2 separate regions of the Mus musculus genome follow, and region 2 is linked to region 1. The links are chromatin contacts, called in public Hi-C maps. All regions are on one chromosome and are shown on one strand. Each heading gives the region's core, a stretch centred on a gene start, on an enhancer-like site or on the middle of the called end of the contact. The rest is flanking DNA. Distances are from core to core; before and after follow the strand shown. Region 1 has its middle 65 kb from the start of Cgnl1. Region 2 overlaps Tcf12 (transcription factor 12).

Region 1 (5,245 bases), core at 2,653-5,152:
AACAGCCATTGCTACACAGAGAAACCCTGTCTCAAAAAAAAAAAACAAGAAGCCCATTGTGTGTATACAGTACATGCTCTTCATCAGTTCAGATGTATTATTGTCCTTGCATTTGACATGGCGTCTCATGTAACCCAGGCTGGCCTAGGACTTGATATGTTAGTCAAAGCTATCCTTTGACTCCTCCTCTTGCCTCAGCAACCCCCCACCCATCCCCCAGTGCTGAGATTACAGGCATGTAGCTCCTTTTCATTCATCTATTGATTGATAACCAGCCTAGTTCTTAGCTATTATGTATAATGCAGCAATAAGGATACATATCTCTGGTATAGTATATAGATTTTTAGGTATTCTCGCTAAAAAAAATAAGCATATGAAATAATATGCTAATTAGCTCAATTGAGCCATTTTATAATGCATTCATATTTCAAAGCACTTTCAGTAATTGTGTACAAATTTTACTTGTCAATTAAAACATTTAAACACATTATTATTTTTTTTTTTTTTCTGAGACAGGGTTTCTCTGTATAGCCCTGGCTGTCCTGGAACTCACTTTGTAGACCAGGCCGGCCTCAAACTCAGAAATCTGCCTGCCTCTGCCTCCTGAGTGCTGAGATTAAAGGCGTGCCGGCTCAGGCTGCTGAAATTCTTAAGCCATCCTGGCTTCCTGCAGGTTGCACCTTTCGATTACCGGTGCTCTTAGATTTCTGACTTCCTCTAAATTTCCGTAGGAAACAGATGGTGTATTTTCCCCTCTGCAGGCAAAAGCCACCTTCAAGTCTGGAGATTAAGCCTAAAGATCCCCCAAGTGACAGCAAGAATATTCTGGAAGCTTTAACCAAACCAGTCTCCTGCTTTCAGAGGTTCTTCCTCCCTATTCCTAAGAGCCTTCTACTCTAAGGTTCCTCCATCTCCCTGGCCTTCTGAAGCCATGGTCTTTGTGGGGCTAATGTGCAGCCCTGGCAGGGCCTCTTCTCTTGTTCTTACCAACTGTTAGGATGTTTTTATCCCTCACCTTCCTAATAGTTTTGTTGATCACCCTCATAGATGGTACCTGTAGCAGTCCAGTAATGAAGTTGTATCCCCATCCCCCCAAACAGATCCCCAAGGCCTTGGACATTAGATATCTCTGCCTTGTGGGGCCCACCTCATAATAAAGTAGCCTTGAAAAGCAGGTTCCCCAGAGGTTCTCTACCTCCCAGCCCAGTTCTCCCAATTCCTCTCTTGTCGGGCCAGGTGCCCTGCCCTCTGGCCTCCGTCCAAGCCCCAGGGCCATCCTGCCCTGTCCTCATTAAAGCGTGAAAGGCTTTACGACTCTGAGCAGAAGGTTATTGATCAAAACTGATAGCAGGAGTAGCTTGATCCCCCTAACTACAGAGATTAATTAGCTTGATTCCCAAGCATAATTCTTAATTAGGCACAGGAAGAAAGGAAAAAAACACAAAGCGACTATTCTTCCTCCAAGGACTGCTGACCTTCTGTCCAGGGTGAAGAGGGAGGAGCCGGAAGTGGGAGGCAGGACCAGGTAAACATGTCCTAGCACCTTAATGCTTCCTGCTGGGTCCAAACCTGTGCAGTTCATGTGGACTTGTGTGCTTCTCTTGTTTTGCTTCACTCCTGGCCCCTCATGCACAGAGGCCAAATCAAGGCCCATGTTTTGACATTCCTACTCTCTATACACATGTCTCTAGAGAATTCAGTGTCCTGAAACTTGCCGAGAACCCCCAAAATGGAGACGTTTCCTGCAGCCAGGAAGTAGAAACTTTGTAACATTTTTGAGCTATGCCCAACTCTTTTACCAATGGTGATTTCCGGGGTGGGAGGCAACTGGGGTAGAAAGGAGATGTGATTTAGCAACCCATCAGCTGACCAGACTATGAGCTTCTTCAAGATAGCTGTGCTGACTACTGAGGAGGTACGTGACACATAGTAGGTTCATGGGGCATAGTAGGAACTTCCAATTCCTCCCCTCTAAAGAAAGCAAACCAAGGAAGTAACATATCAGAAGATGAATTCCAAGTGATGAATTCACTAGCACATAGATAAGAGAGTGTGTGTTAGGTGTGTGCTGACCCAGGATTTCTGCAATCAAATCACACAGTGAACATAGATGAAGTATACAGGCTGCTGGCAGTGTAACCTGGGGGGAGACAGAGGACTTGGCTACAGAACACTTAGGACCCTGGCCTGGGCTCACTGCCAGACCAGGGGCAGACCTGAGTCCTGGGTGACATTCTGTCTAGAAAACAGTTAGAAAGCAGTGGGTTGTGGGTGTGGAACCAGTGTTAAGGTCACTGGAAGGCCTTGACATAGGTAGGAAGTTAGAGCTGTCAGAAATGACCAGTATGCTCTGCCCAGTGACTCACATCTCCACTCACATCTCCACCAAAGCACGCACAGCCTCTCTGTGGACACTTGATCCAAACAACCACTGGGGCAGTGTGGACCCTGACCTGGTGGACGCTTGAAGCGTTCAGAAATTGTAAGATGTCATGGGGGAGAGCTTGTTTAGCTACAAGTCTGGTCTTGTACAGGTATGGACTGAAGAGTCTGAAGACCTCGTGGTAGGAAGTGTGGAACTCATGTATGGGGTGGTGTTAGGGATGATGGAAATGTAGGAGAGATGCAAATGAAACTGGACTGGGTATTGTCCCTTGTTAAGCTGGGTGGGAGTCATTATCATGACTTCAGAAAATGTGTGAGATTTTCTTCACAGTGAATGGTGGAAGTACTTAAACAGGAAAGGACTCTGCATTCTTTCCTGACTTCGTACTTCAGGGGATGAGACACTGGTCTCTACTCAGCCAGACAAATACGCCTGTGAGGAGACAGCTCTAAACAGTGGGGAGCAGCGCAGACTGCAGAGTCTCTGAAACCAGCATATACCATGGGGACAGCAGGACATGGGACACTGAGGATTATACAACTTGCATAGAGATATCAGTCTGGAAAGGGCCACAGGTCAAGAAGAGAGGCCTCAGTGGGGGATATCACTCGCCATAGATGGGACCCAAGAGTTGATTTCTCCCACTCAGTGGGGATCTGTCCCAGGATTAATGTGACAACAGAAGGAAGAGAGCCTGTTGTGATCCTAAGGCTAGCAGGTGACCCAGCCAGAGCTGTACTACTGTCACTCAGGACAAAGAGATGGCAGGCACCCAGAGTTCTCCCTGGGCTCTCCAAGGTTGAGGTTGAGGACAAGGTCAGCACCCCCCTAAACCTCCAACCTTCTTCAGAGGAAGGGATGCATCATCCAGAGAGCTACAGTCTTGTGGGAAGACCATGGGATGACATGTCCAGATCTGCCCAGGGAGGCAGAAAGGCTGCCAGACCACAGCATGTGGGAGAGTGCTTTCTACAAGGACCTAGATGATGTTAGGAGCTTGGGGGCCTGGGAAGGCCAAATGTTTAATATTTGGAAAAGAGGCTGTCTAAACAAAGCAATTAGAAGGCGCCTTTGTAGTTCCATGAAAGAGATGGATTGGCTCTTCCAACATCAAAGGAAGGCTGATACAATGGGGACGAGCCAGGCCTAGGCCTCCTGTGGGGGAAGGGACCCTCTGCTCTCTGCAGGGCACAGACTGCTTTGAAGCCCCCCAATAAAACTTGCTCCAAATCACTTAACACGCTTCCTAAAACTTCTGCCATAAAGCTATCACTCTCTAAAGCCACTTCTAAAAAATAGCATTCGCCACCAAGCCAGAGACCCACTTGGGATTCATCCCTCACTTTTTGCAGCAGAGATGCAGAGTGTGGGCTGTCCCCTTCTTCAGGTGGACCCCACAAGGAAGAGGAAGCCGACTTAGCAAAAACGAGGGAGTTCTGATTATCCACTGGTGACCAAGCAAGTCAGTGAGTGGATCTGAGTGCAACCTGCTTTGCTTGTAAAAAGGAAATGAAACCAAAGCCCTTACCACCAAGCCTAATGGTGTAAGTTCTACGCCCAGATCGCCATAGTGGGAGGAGAGAACCAACTTCCACAAGTTGTCCTCTAATCACCACATGTATGACAATGAAACATGCACACACACATGCATACACACACAATGTAATCCAAAGAAAACATTGTTATTGGAGATGGCAGTCCCTCAACACATGGGTCAGGTAGTTCTGGATGGAAGGTAGTTGCAGACAAGGAATCAAGAGAATCATGTGGATGGGTTCTTGTAGGCTCAAGAACTAAGACAGATGATTCAGGGACCTGCCCCAGAGCTCTGACTGGCCTAGCATCCTCCGATGCAGCCAGGGCCAGAGCCTGAAGCCCAGGCTAGTCTGTTTGAACACAGGTTGACATTAGAGATTCACTTAAATGCAGTGGTTCTTACTTCTCATACCTATACTTTGAAGTGGTTATAGGTAACATGAGCCTTAGTATTTATTTCCTGGTAAACGATCCTAGAAAAAGAAACCAAGCATGGAAGCAGCACCAAGGAGGCTGAGGCAGAAGGAACTTCAGATGGGGCTAGCCTGGACTAGCTTTGCATAGGGAAATCGAGCACACGGTAGATGAAATAAAAATATTACATCAGTATTAACTATGAAAATAAATAGTGATACATCTGACCATCTCACTGTCACCTGCAGCCTGAACAGGGAAACCCCCTCTTCCCATTCCTTTTTGCCCTCTCTCACACAGCCACCAGACAAAAGCAAAAGTCTGTAATGCACAGACTTACTTCAAAGAACTGACTATTGCAGACTTGGGGGTTGACAAGTGCAAAGTCTTCATGAGCAATGTTGGCGACCTGAAGGACAGGCATAGCTCGATGCATTCAACCCTAAGGCCCATCATGTAGACTTATAGACTTCCATCTTGCTGGCAGGAGGAGGGTCAGGTTTTGTTCTATCCAGGCAATAAACTGTTCAGCTAAAGCCTACCTACCTTATGGGAAAGCAATCTACTATTACTCTACAGCCATCACCATCCCATAATATGCCCCAGAAACATCCAGCCCAACATTTGATCACATTGCTTTGCTAAGCTGGCTTTAACCACCCTCTTCCTCGTTGCCTATGCTCAATACAGCAACCAAAAACTACTATTAAAATGAATGAATGTCAAGAGTTCAGTTGGTAGAGTGCTTGTCTAGCAAAACAGAAACCCTGGCTTCCATCCCCAGTGCCACATAAAACCAGGGGTGATGGTATGCACCCATAATTTCATCACTCAAGAGGGAGGGGTAGGGGGCTGGAGAGATGGCTCAGTCGTTAAGAGCACTGACTGTTCTCCCAGAGGTCCTGAGTT
Region 2 (5,813 bases), core at 3,205-5,704, 220 kb before region 1:
ACAAAAGCAAAACCAAAGTCAAAAGAAAATAAGCAGCTGGCTAGATTTGGCCTATAGCTTATTTGTCAGCTCCTGCATTGGAAGATAATTTGCTTGTGTTTTATTTATATTTCAATGTGTGTGTTTGTATGTGTGCATGCGCATGTGCCATAATCTATAATGTTTCTTGACATGATTTTCTTAAAGGCAAGGAGTCAGCCTGTGTAAGCCCACTGACCCTGTCTGTGACTTCGGCCTCCTTATTGCAGGAATAAACCAGCTCCTGACTAGTGAGATAGGATGCTAAACTTCCCAGGTAGAAGTCCTTACTGTGCTTGGCAGTGAGCTTCACTTAGCCTTTGTAGCAATCAAGAAAGGTACAACATAGTGTGTGGAGCCTTCCAGTGAGTGTCATGGCCACATGCAAAACTTCATTTCCCTTGACCTTGAGGCTATGTTTTCAAATCTATTTTTCTAACTTTAGAGATGAACTTAATAAATTTATGTTAGCATAGAGAAATAAAGATTAAAAATAGAGAAACAAGGAAGTAGCCAAAAATAGCTATTATGATGCTCCTTCTTGTCTAAGGGTAACAATTATGTCTTACATTGTATCCATAGTGGAAAAACAGCTGTAGTTTTGGCTTTGCTATGGTGCTGTTTGTTTTGGATCATAGTTTATTCTTTTTTTGGGTATTTGTATAAATGCTCTATTTCTTACTTTTAACTTAAATTCAAAGTATTCCAGCTGATCTTTAAAGAAATGTGTGTGGGGCAGCACTAGCGAGTAAAATAAGCCTATATGCTCTTACTCCTTGTCATTGTCTCTAATGATACACACAAAGTTTAACGTGTTAGACTTTGAGGAGCGCAGATTTATATACTCACTTACAGACTTGGACAGATACCAGCTTTATTCAGTTATAGCTTTCTTTAGATGTGCTGTGTTTCATAAGAACATTTAAAAGGAATGCAGTACCTGTATTTACCTTTCATCTTACAATCTGCAGTTAAACACAGTAGACCAAGAATTTGGAAGGTAAATTCTAGATTGTCTTTTATAGTGTGTGCGTTCTTTCAAATGTAAGGTGCTTGCTTTAAAAAAAAAAAAAACCACAAAAGCGTGGTAATGAGGTTTTAAGATTTTTAATTAATGTATTTTGTATGTACGTATGGCACAAGTAGGTCAGGGGACAACCTGTAGGAGTCAGTTTTCTTTTACCTGTGGGTCTAGGGATCACACTCATGCTGTCATGCTTGACAGCTCACATTTCTTTCCCTGGTGAGCCATCTTTCCAGCCCTGGTAAAAGGTGTTTCTGGCTTTTGTGTAACCCTGGCTATCCTGGTACTTGCTTTGTAGACCAGGCTGGCCTCAGATTCACAGAGATTTTCCTGCTTCTGCCTCCTGACTGCTGAGATTAAAGGTGTACAGTGATGCCACCATGCTTCTGGCTCTTGGTAAAAAGTTTTTAAATGAGAAGATTTTTCTGTTGTTAATCTTGCTCTGTCTCTTGCCCTAGTATAAACTTTCCCTTGGAAATTTGATTAGAGTTTCTTGGTGGTATCCTTGGAATATGGTTCTGAAATGCTGTTGAACTTAAAATTTTTTTTCATTAGCAGCTTTATCAGAATGTATAAATTAAATGTTATTATAAATTCTCCAGATTTTTGACCTAGTCTGAGAAAGTGTGCTTCTCTCTTATTTGGGCCTTGGTCTTTTGAATTGAACATTCCCAGCCGAACAGTTTCTTTAACTACTGTGTCCTACTAATAGAAAGGGATTTGCCACAATCTCTTACTCCATCCTTTCCTGATTCCCTGACCTTCTTTCTTCTTTCTTTAGTATCATCTAAAGATGATAGTTAGTTAATTATCCTGGTTAACAGGAAAAAGTAGTTCATTAGGTATAGGCATAGGGAAAAACTGAAAAGTGAACTTTCACAGAAGGATTAAATTAGTAGCCTTAACTTCTGTGCAATCCTAGTAATTGATGTGTTTTAATGTCTTCACACTCTGTTTGGATTTTTAATTTGGTTAGCTATTTTTTGAGCCATTAAGTGAGTCTGGAAGAATCTGTGCAGAATGGAAAACATTTTTTCAAAAACATAATTTTTGTATGTATATATTTGTGTACTTGAGTGTTTGTATGTATATCATGTGCATGCTGGGGCCCTTTAAGGTCAGAAGATGGCATTGGATCCCTAGGAATTCAAGTTAATGGTTGTGAGGTGTTATGTAAGTGCTGGAAACTAAACTGGACCCCTCTGCAAGAGTAGCATGTGCTCTTAGCTGCTGAGCCATAGTCATGTTTTACAGTGGACATAGAGACAGATGTGCCTCCTGCTTAAATGATGATGACCTAAACATCTTAAACATACTTAAGGTTAATGTTTTTATTGCCAAAACATTTACCAGTTTATAAAGAAATAAAAAGTGGCTACTAATTTTACTAGTTTTGAGATACTTTTGTTAGAGCTACCAAGTTAAATCTCATATAAACACATAAGTATGCTATAGTATCTTTTTTATTTAGAGAGAAACAGTTACTTTTTAATTCCTTGGGTAGTAATTAGCTGTCTTAACAATCAGTGTAGGAAAAGTAATTATGATGTTAGTGAATTTTAAAGTTTGTTATAGTGACAAACATTGTAGGATTTAGATTCTCTTGAAATCATCTTAACTAAGGTATTTCATTTCAGGGGCCAGGAGGATGGCTCAATGATTAAGAGCACTGGCTGCTCTTCCAGAGGTCCTGAGTTCAATTTCCAGCACCCACATGGCAGCTCACAACTGTCTGTAACTCCAGTTCCTAGGGATCTAACACCCTCACAGATAAACATGCAGACAAAACACCAATGCATATGAAATAAGTCATTAAATAATAAGTCATTAAAAAACATCAACAACAAAGTTTTCATCATTCATTCATTCATTCATTCATTCATGTGCATGTGTGCTGGAGTCTGCTAAGGTGTATGTGTGTGCTGATTAGAGAACAGCTGAGGGGAGCGAGTGACTTCTCCCCTTCTACCATGTGGATTCCAGCAATTGGACTGAAGTTGTCAGACTTAGTAGCAAGTGCCTTTACCTGCTAAACCATTTTTGTTATTCTGAAATGATGTTAGTTTTTAAACCTGTTTCCAAGTCATTCTTTTAACTATCGTTGTTTCCATCTTCTTTCCTGTTTCCTCTTCTTCCTCATCATCATTAAGTTTTATATTGGAATGGGACCCAGGGCCTATCACCCTCTAACAGTGCTAGATCCTTAGGTCTTCTGCTTCTGACTTTGTGTTTGTTGTTAACAACATTAAAGTTTACAACTTTTATTTTTTGAAATAAATCATTAATGATTTTGTTTTCAAGAAGTTTTAGATCCATTTATTTTATATGTATGAATATTTTAGCTGCATGTATGTATATATGTGGTATGTGCATGCCTGGTGCCTGGATAGTTCAGAAGTGGTCATTGGATTTCTTGGAACTGGAAGTAAAATGCTTGTTAGACAGATACCATGTGGCTGCTGGGAACCAGAGCCTATTTCTTTGCAAGAGTAACTAGTGTTCTTAACTGAGTCTACTAGTTATAATTATTTGGCATTTTACTGAATGATAACTCTTAGTTGTCTGTAAAAGAACCATCAAAATAAATACCCAATGATGTGCTATCCTGGTGTCACTATAATTTCTACAAAGGCTGAAGTATGAAAAGAGAGACATTCTGTAGTATCTTATAGAATGTTGAGGACTTTGGAGTAACAACCTGTAATCACACAACCTTAACCTTCTTAAGCAAAACATGATCTGATTTTTGTTCATAGTATGATTGATACCTGTCTTTCTGTTAGTTACATTTGAACCTTGGCTCTTTGTGAAACTGGAGACTGTTTCTTAATGTTAGGTTACATTTAAGAATACTTGAGTCTATGTGACAATGAGAATTGAGTAACTGAAAAGTTAGACGTTAACTCCTTCTAAGTAGTTATTAGACACATGTACTTATTTTGTCATCTACTGAATACATCTTTAAACCCAGGACAAAATGAATGAAACAGCTATTTGAGGACTCTACAGAATAAATAAATACCAGGTAGATTGAGAAGACTAGAATTCAAAGTACCATCTGACTGGTATGTGAACATTTTTTTTTTCTTACAGTATCCTTGCACATGGACTTAAGCACCATCTGAAACCTAGACAGAAAACATTGAAAGAAGTCTGCTAGGTGTGATCAAAAAGCTGTAGAGATAACTTCTAAGTTGAGAGCCCTGACCTGGTGCCCCTTTCTCTCATGGCATTGTCATCAGAAGCTACAATGGTAGCCTGAAGCCAGGACTGTGAGGGATGGGAAGAAGTTTTTCTCTGCAGGTGACAGTCATTCTCCCCCCTCACATTTCCCCTCTTCTACTTGATCAAGGCAGATACTGTGTCATATGTGACCAGTTAGGGAATGAAAGCACCAGCATTCTGTTTGGAGAAGTGAGAAGAGACTAGTTCAGAAATTAGGCACTACTGAGGGCACATGTAAGCAGTGCTGTCACCTCACTGGATTTCATCATGATGCAAACAGTAAACATGGACGTTATAGCGGGTGTTGTACACGGTTCTGACAGACAGTTTTGGATGTTCTAGAATTGAATGGAAAGGTCTGAGTAGAGAAATAGATGAGGGAAGGTATGGAGATATTAGAAATGAAAAGCACTAAGAGAATAACTCACTAGCAGAATGTGAAGAACTTGAAGTAAGTCAGTAGAAAAATTTCTATCTGAACAGTAGAGAATACATGTTAAAATTGAACAGTTTTGAGGAATTATGGGACTATAAAATATTGGATATTTTGAAAACAATTGCATAGTGAGAAAGTACTTGTAGAATTAGGGAGCTTACAACCTCACAAATTTAGAGAAAAACATAAAGATACAAATTTAGAGAATCCAAAGTAGAACAACTCTGAAGAAATCCAGGCCATATCTTCATATATCTGGAAGTAACACAGAAGGAAAATCAGGAAGTTGGAAACAGCCAGAGAAAATTGATACCCTCTTTCCCTAATTACCTTGACTTTCACATCAGAACCCATGGAAATGAGAAGAAAGAAGCTAAAGAAGTGTTTAGAATACTCAAAGACAAGCACTATGTACAATCAGAGAAGTGATTTTTAGATATGAACAAGTGTGATGATTTTTAGAAGGTGATGTAATGATCCAAGTGAAGAACAGTATTCATTGGTCAGCAGACCTGCTCTAAAAGAGAACTAAGTGTGTTCTTAAGCCAGAAGGGAAAATGATATTCAAAGGAGATTTGGATGTTAGGAGTGAGTGAAGAGGAACACAGTCATAGATCATTTTTTTTCATGAGCTCTTTAAAATATATTTAGCAGTAGTAAACAAAAATGTGAATGGATGCATTATTCTATGTAACATTTAAAGACCATTTGTGAAAAGTTAATCATAGAGCCACTATTAAAAAAACCTAAAAGGTGTTAGGGCAACAATATATAAATAAAGATGAAATGCTCAACCTGGAAGAAGGCAAGGTAGGGAAAACAAGCAAGCAAAAAAAAAAAAAAAAGAATAAAATGCCAAGGATAAATTTTTACATATCAGTAAGTTTTAAATGGCATAAGTGCACTATTAAGAGTTTTTAAGAGCTGGGCAGTGGTGGCTCAAACCTTTAATCCCAATACTTGGGAGGCAGAGGCAGGCAGATTTCCGAGTTCCAGGCCAGCCTGGTCTACGGAGTGAGTTCCAAGACAGCCAGGGCTACACAGTGAAACTTTGTCTAGGAAAACAAAACAAAACAAAACAACAACAACAAAAAGTTTTTAAGGATACAT

The links. Hi-C and Micro-C count contacts between places; a contact is called where the count stands out from the background.
Region 2: a Hi-C map of bone marrow-derived macrophages shows a contact between it and region 1, with 22 read pairs. The contact joins two enhancer-like sites. A contact is called at or near these places in 5 of 39 promoter capture datasets (embryonic stem cells, liver, pre-B cells and 2 more), 1 of 15 datasets of contacts at CTCF or cohesin (large pre-B cells), 5 of 484 Hi-C or Micro-C datasets (bone marrow-derived macrophages, embryonic stem cells and olfactory sensory neurons) and 1 of 9 other capture datasets (embryonic stem cells).

The regions. Positions count from the first base shown.
Region 1 is chr9:71,833,573-71,838,817 of GRCm38.p6, reverse strand. No RefSeq gene overlaps it. Among named protein-coding and RNA genes, the nearest start is that of Cgnl1, 65 kb to the right of the region's middle. Within about 2 kb of position 3,902, at least 26 of the 459 cell types and tissues checked have an H3K27ac peak or open chromatin away from gene starts, as enhancers often do. A contact at or near this core is called in bone marrow-derived macrophages, where this site is marked.
Region 2 is chr9:72,052,017-72,057,829 of GRCm38.p6, reverse strand. The region is part of intron 3 of Tcf12 (transcription factor 12); the gene reads left to right. Among named protein-coding and RNA genes, the nearest start is that of Tcf12, 57 kb to the left of the region's middle. Within about 2 kb of position 4,454, at least 3 of the 459 cell types and tissues checked have an H3K27ac peak or open chromatin away from gene starts, as enhancers often do. A contact at or near this core is called in bone marrow-derived macrophages, where this site is marked.